2 separate regions of the Xenopus tropicalis genome follow, and region 2 is linked to region 1. Evidence: chromatin contacts called from public Hi-C data. All regions are on one chromosome and are shown on one strand. Each heading gives the region's core, a stretch centred on a gene start, on an enhancer-like site or on the middle of the called end of the contact. The rest is flanking DNA. Distances are from core to core; before and after follow the strand shown. Region 1 holds the start of gins1 (GINS complex subunit 1 (Psf1 homolog)). Region 2 overlaps abhd12 (abhydrolase domain containing 12).

The links. Hi-C and Micro-C count contacts between places; a contact is called where the count stands out from the background.
Region 2: a Hi-C map of brain shows a contact between it and region 1, with 1.8 times the contacts expected there. The contact joins the enhancer-like site here to the promoter of gins1 in region 1. A contact is called at or near these places in 2 of 5 Hi-C or Micro-C datasets (brain and neurula embryo).

Annotation. Positions count from the first base shown.
Region 1 is chr5:38,936,794-38,939,607 of UCB_Xtro_10.0, reverse strand. gins1 (GINS complex subunit 1 (Psf1 homolog)) reads left to right here and starts at 1,441. Exons shown (of 7, transcript NM_001016164.2): 1 at 1,441-1,539; 2 at 1,816-1,880. The coding sequence starts at 1,465. It also overlaps a transcript of uqcc2 not described here.
Region 2 is chr5:38,994,097-38,996,910 of UCB_Xtro_10.0, reverse strand. abhd12 (abhydrolase domain containing 12) reads right to left here. Exons shown (of 14, transcript NM_001142129.1): 13 at 385-2,814; 14 at 1-384. Among named protein-coding and RNA genes, the nearest start is that of pygm, 33 kb to the left of the region's middle. Within about 2 kb of position 1,405, at least 1 of the 11 cell types and tissues checked has an H3K27ac peak or open chromatin away from gene starts, as enhancers often do.

The DNA of each region.
Region 1 (2,814 bases), core at 192-2,691:
GTACAGAACCCCAGGGCAACACCTTATAATTACACACTTTAGTAACACAGCCATCAAACCTACAAAGGCTGTTGTTACATGAACATATAAACAGACATGGTTATACTCAATAGCTATATAAACATCACAGACATGACTGTGGTTAGACCAAGTGCAATTGAGATGCATATACCCAAATGTACATGATTATATTTGGCGGTTTCTTAAAATGACCAGGAAAAATGTCTGCCAGCAATATCAATAGAAAGCCAATCAGTGACACATAACTACCATTTTACCATTATCCCATTAAATACTATACAGTTGGGTGCCTTTTAAATAGTTTGAGAGATGTATCTGCTATCACTAGCAATTATTGTATTCTTTCACTTAATTTATTTTAAACTTTAAGCGTAATTTCACTTAAGTTTTGAGTGACCATTAAGCCATTGTGTGCCTGATATACCAAATGGCCCAGTGCTACCTGTGAGCAAACATTTACCTGTCATACATCTGGGATCACTACATATCGGTTATCCCATCTGCATGGCACCAGTGACTACATTAGGTATGCAAACCAGTCCAGTTGTGTAGGAAAATGGAGCAAGCCAGATGTGACCAGCAACTCACCCCAGACCAACACCTGAATCTGACTTGAGAGATCACATAGTTATCACACTGCTGGGCAGGGCCTCCTACGAATAGCCCTGCAACATGCATTTATTAAATGTTGAAGCTGCCTGGTACCCATACTGGAGTCTGTTCTGAGCTAAATGGGCTAAACCAAATGTTATCATAAAACAATATCACAGCACATTGCTTCAGGCAAAACCGACAATTGCCCTGTACAATCCTTGAGCTATTCCCTAATTAAATTCTTTTACAGCCTAAAAATACCTATATAAACTCTTATCCCTCCTTCCTCGGGGCCCCAAGCCCCTCATCTACATGTGTAGAAACATGTTGGAAGTCATAGTTAACATACAGAGCTTCAACACGTTCCCAATTCTTGATATAAGACTAAAGTTTCCGCAGAGCTGCTCACCTTCGGATCCTAGGACAGTAGCCACGCATTGAAACCTTCAGTCCGGTCACACGCCTTTACATAACAATTGTCTCCCTGCAGCATCCGTATACGGCCGCCTGTCCTCTCATTGGTAGAAAAAAATCTACCGCCAAAGCACGTAACCTTGACACCAACAGCTTCCACAGCCATATTAGCTTTGGGCAGCGAAAGAGAAAATCAAGTAGCAGAATCACTTCAAGTTAAGAAAACAGCAGTAATTAAGTGACAAGGCTAATGAAAATTGTAACGAAGAACAGCGCTATAAATGCCGTTTTAAAAATAAAACGGAACTTTTATTTGCCAGATTTAATGATGGCCGCCCGGTAGCGTTGTCGCTTCTTTTAGATCACTTGTTTTTTTTTTGGTCTTCTCAGTACCAGTGTGGTATATGGTGGCAGAGAGTGAGCAGTAAAGGGATCATGTTCTGTGAGAAAGCTATTGAGCTGATTCGAGAGTTGCACCGTGCTTCGGATGGGCAGCTTCCTGCCTTTAACGTGAGTGCCAGTGCGTGTATGAGAATATGCAGCTGGAGGGAACACAGGCGTTTGCCCGGTGCCCCTTGTATCAAAATTATAGGGCCCACTGGAGAAATAAAAAAGCTTTAAGGAGGATTTATAGTATATGTGTGTTTACATTTTTAGTCTTTTTCCCAATCCTATTTTATAGTTTTATTATCTTTTTCATGGCTAGTTTCTAGTAGATACTTCCAAGCCTGTTGCTTCACCTGAGCAAAATAATAACACATTTTTCTATACCTGCACGTTTTGTAGGAGGATGGAATCAGGCAGGTCCTTGAAGAGATGAAGGCTTTATATGAGCAGAACCAAGCTGATGTGTAAGTTGGTTTTCACTAGTAAAAGAGATTTAGTGTAGAGTCACTTATACAGTATCATCATTTATTTATACAGCGCTGCAAATTACGCAGCACTTCACAATAAATTTAAACAAACAAGGGTATACAGAGTAATAATAGAATTAGGAGGCCCTGCTTGCAACAGCTTACTATCAAAAGGGTTGAGGGTACATTGAAACAAAAGGAATGTGGATACAAATTGATTATTTATGATACATATATAAATGTCTGATCAGTTTAGATACATTTAGTATGCCTATATGGATTTTGAAGAGCAGAATCGGGGGGGGGGGGGTGCTGCCGCCTATAGTGGTATGGGCTACGGCCCCTAGTTCCAAGGGAAATCATACCTTAACTCCACAGTGTAAAATAATGTACTTGACTGATATGTGCGTTCTACCTTATGGGAACAGTTTGTTTTCCCTTTTTGATCACTATAATGCCCCCCTGCAAAAAGCAAGGCCCATACACGGTTTGTTGATATGAACCTGAGTGTTCTGCACAGAGCCCTGATCTCAACTGAACTAGGATGCATTGGAATACCGACTGCAAGCTAGGCCTGATCCCCAACATCAGTGGCGAACCTCACAAATGCTCTTGTGGCTGGATGGAAGCAAAGTCAAGCAGCAATGTTGCAAAATCTAGTGGAAAGGTTTCCCTGAAGTAGAGATGAACCCCTCCTGATGTCCTACCAAGGGTGGAAATAATATCTGAATTGTAGCAAAAATTGAATTTTCAGGCAGAATTCTAAGGCTCTTTGAAAGTTTACGGCAAAGCTAGTATTAGTTGGAATTAAAGCTAATTGTGTGCATTGTAAAACTTAATGGAAATAGCAAAGAGGACATGTTGTCACCTGAGCAATTTGCAGCATTGAGTAGAAGGGATAGCAAAACACTTGATATTGCTTCCACTTAAT
Region 2 (2,814 bases), core at 156-2,655, 57 kb before region 1:
CATCATAGTGCCAATTAACCAGACTGTATATTTTTGGAGTGTGGAGGGAAACTGGAGTACCTGGAGGAAACCAATGCAAGCACGGGGAGAACATGAAGCTCTATATAATCTGGGCCAATGGCACCCAAGCTGCACATTTCTATGTGTGTCTTATGCACAGGCATATTCTGTTGCTAGGAGAGGTATCCATGGCAAAATGCTGGAGGTTGGTCTATTCCCATTGCACTGAATAGCAATAATTCTGGGTAAGCCTCCCACGTCATCAATGCCTATAAAATCAACCCAAAATGAAACACCTTTACTGATGAAGATAAACCCCCAGGTGCCTCCCAAATCTAAGGACCAAATAGTCAAGTTATAAGGTTTTTGTGATTCTGTCACTAAGGGTCTGTCAGTGCCAGTCACATAGCAGCAGTCACTCACTAAGGGTCTGTCAGTGCCAGTCACATAGCAGCAGTCACTCACTAAGGGTCTGTCAGTGCCAGTCACATTGCAGCAGTCACTCACTAAGGGTCTGTCAGTGCCAGTCACATTGCAGCAGTCACTCACTAAGGGTCTGTCAGTGCCAGTCACATTGCAGCAATCACTCACTAAGGGTCTGTCAGTGCCAGTCACATAGCAGCAGTCACTCACTAAGGGTCTGTCAGTGCCAGTCACATTACAGCAGTCACTCACTAAGGGTCTGTCAGTGCCAGTCACATTGCAGCAGTCACTCACTAAGGGTCTGTCAGTGCCAGTCACATTGCAGCAATCACTCACTAAGGGTCTGTCAGTGCCAGTCACATTGCAGCAGTCACTCACTAAGGGTCTTGTCAGGCTGGGATGTCTGTCGCACTGGGTACTACATCCTCCAGTGTGGACCTGTCCACAATTGCTTTATGGGAACAACTGGGGTTTATATTGACCTTTCCCACTTCCTTGTACCAGGGCCCTCCAACATCTTGCTCCATCAGTCAGTGAGATGCAAGTCAAACAAAGAATGCTGGGAGCTATAAGCAAGCCGCCATTGCAGTCTCTCTGTTGTATTTAACACATTAACTACTAACTGTACTACTTGAAACTCAATGTAACAATTTAACATTTAATTAATGGGGGGGGGGGGGAAATCACTGGCTGTTGGCAAGTAAAATAAAACATTCCCGAACTCTCACAGCACGACAAACATGGGGTGGCCAATGCCGATTGGTGCATTTTAAAGGGTAAGGAGCTTAACATTATGGGCTCTGCAGCTTTCTCCTTGGATGACCTGGGATCATCTTCTATACCAACCCTCCTGCCTTGGGCTGGAGCATGTGCAGAGCTATCCAATGCAATGACGTGTGGGTCACATGACCAGGCCACGCGCCATCACGAACTCTGTAAATAGGCTCATGCACACATTAGTTCAGTGCCTAATTGAAGTGACATTATCCAGATTTAAAATGTGCCAATTTCAGAGACAGACTAGGTAAGGAGATGTGCACCACCGGAACACAACACAAATAGCCCCAAACAAACAGAACTCGCTTCACATCCACGAGATGGAACGTATCAGTTATACCATATCCAGGAATATATCACTGGGAATAACAGTGAATCTTGTTAATTCTGTGCAGACAAAGGCAACGCAGGACATATATGCAGGGTTAAGACGAAAAAAAAAAAATCTGTACATGAAATACCTCAATGTTAATTATAGCACAAGGCCAGGGTTGTGTCTGTAGGCACCCAGACAAGAAGTCATACCATCACAGTGAGCAGGCATTAAGGGTGATGTCCCTGACACCCAATCTGTGTATTGACACCCAATGCATGAATGGTGATTTTGCACACAAAAAAGTTGTTCAAATAGGAAATTAGCTTTCCAGTACAGTCAGTGGGAACTGGTCCATGAAGCACCCAGCACAAATAGCGGGCCGCCCCGGCAAGGCCTCCCACCAACTCTACTGGCAATCCATTCTGGCCAGGATTTTAACCTGGAAAGTCACTATATTCAAAATGCAGGGGGTGCACTTACCATTAGATCTGCTCCGTTATAAAGAGCTGGGATAATGTCCCAGACCCTAAACCTTGCCAGTATGACTATAATGTACATACATGCTCATTTTCTGGCCTGACATGTTTAGCATGTATATTAGAGGACAGGTTCTCTACAAGATAAATTTTGGAACATACCAATAAATTAAAGTGCAATGGAGTGTGGTTTCAACTTCAGTGTCATTATGAAATAAAATACATGTTTTAAAATATTAGGGTGGCTTTGGGATGGGAACCTAGAAATAGATGTGCTACTTGACCAGCAAGACGGTTGTATTTTGGGTAAAAATCCTGCGCAGCCTCCTAAAATGTAATATCCTATGTTTATCCCATGCAACCCCCCAGCATGTTTATCCCATGCAAACCCCAGCGCCAAAACCCCCATTATTGTAAGTTACTGCTGGGATACTTGTGGCGTCACACTGCATATGGTCCCACCTTTCCAAACCCTGCCAATGGAAAACTACAACTGGGAGTCAATCCAAACCAGCATCTTATGTGTTCCACTAGCATCCAAGGGTAATTCCATGGCATACTGACCAATTCTCAATGAAAGTAGCTGTCCCAATAACCATTTCTTAATGACAGCAGATGTTCCATAGAGCTTGGTACCAACCCAGTCCAGCCATGCATGTTGCAAGGCTAGCAGATAAACAGTAAGCAGGACACGCACTCATCCTGTAGTGGGACCCAGTGAGAATGGAACTGTTTGGACCCCATGGCATAAAGCACAGACAGGGAACACACAGCAGTAGTGACTCCAAAGCTCTGGGTTTGTTCGCTGGCTGCAAAAGTTTC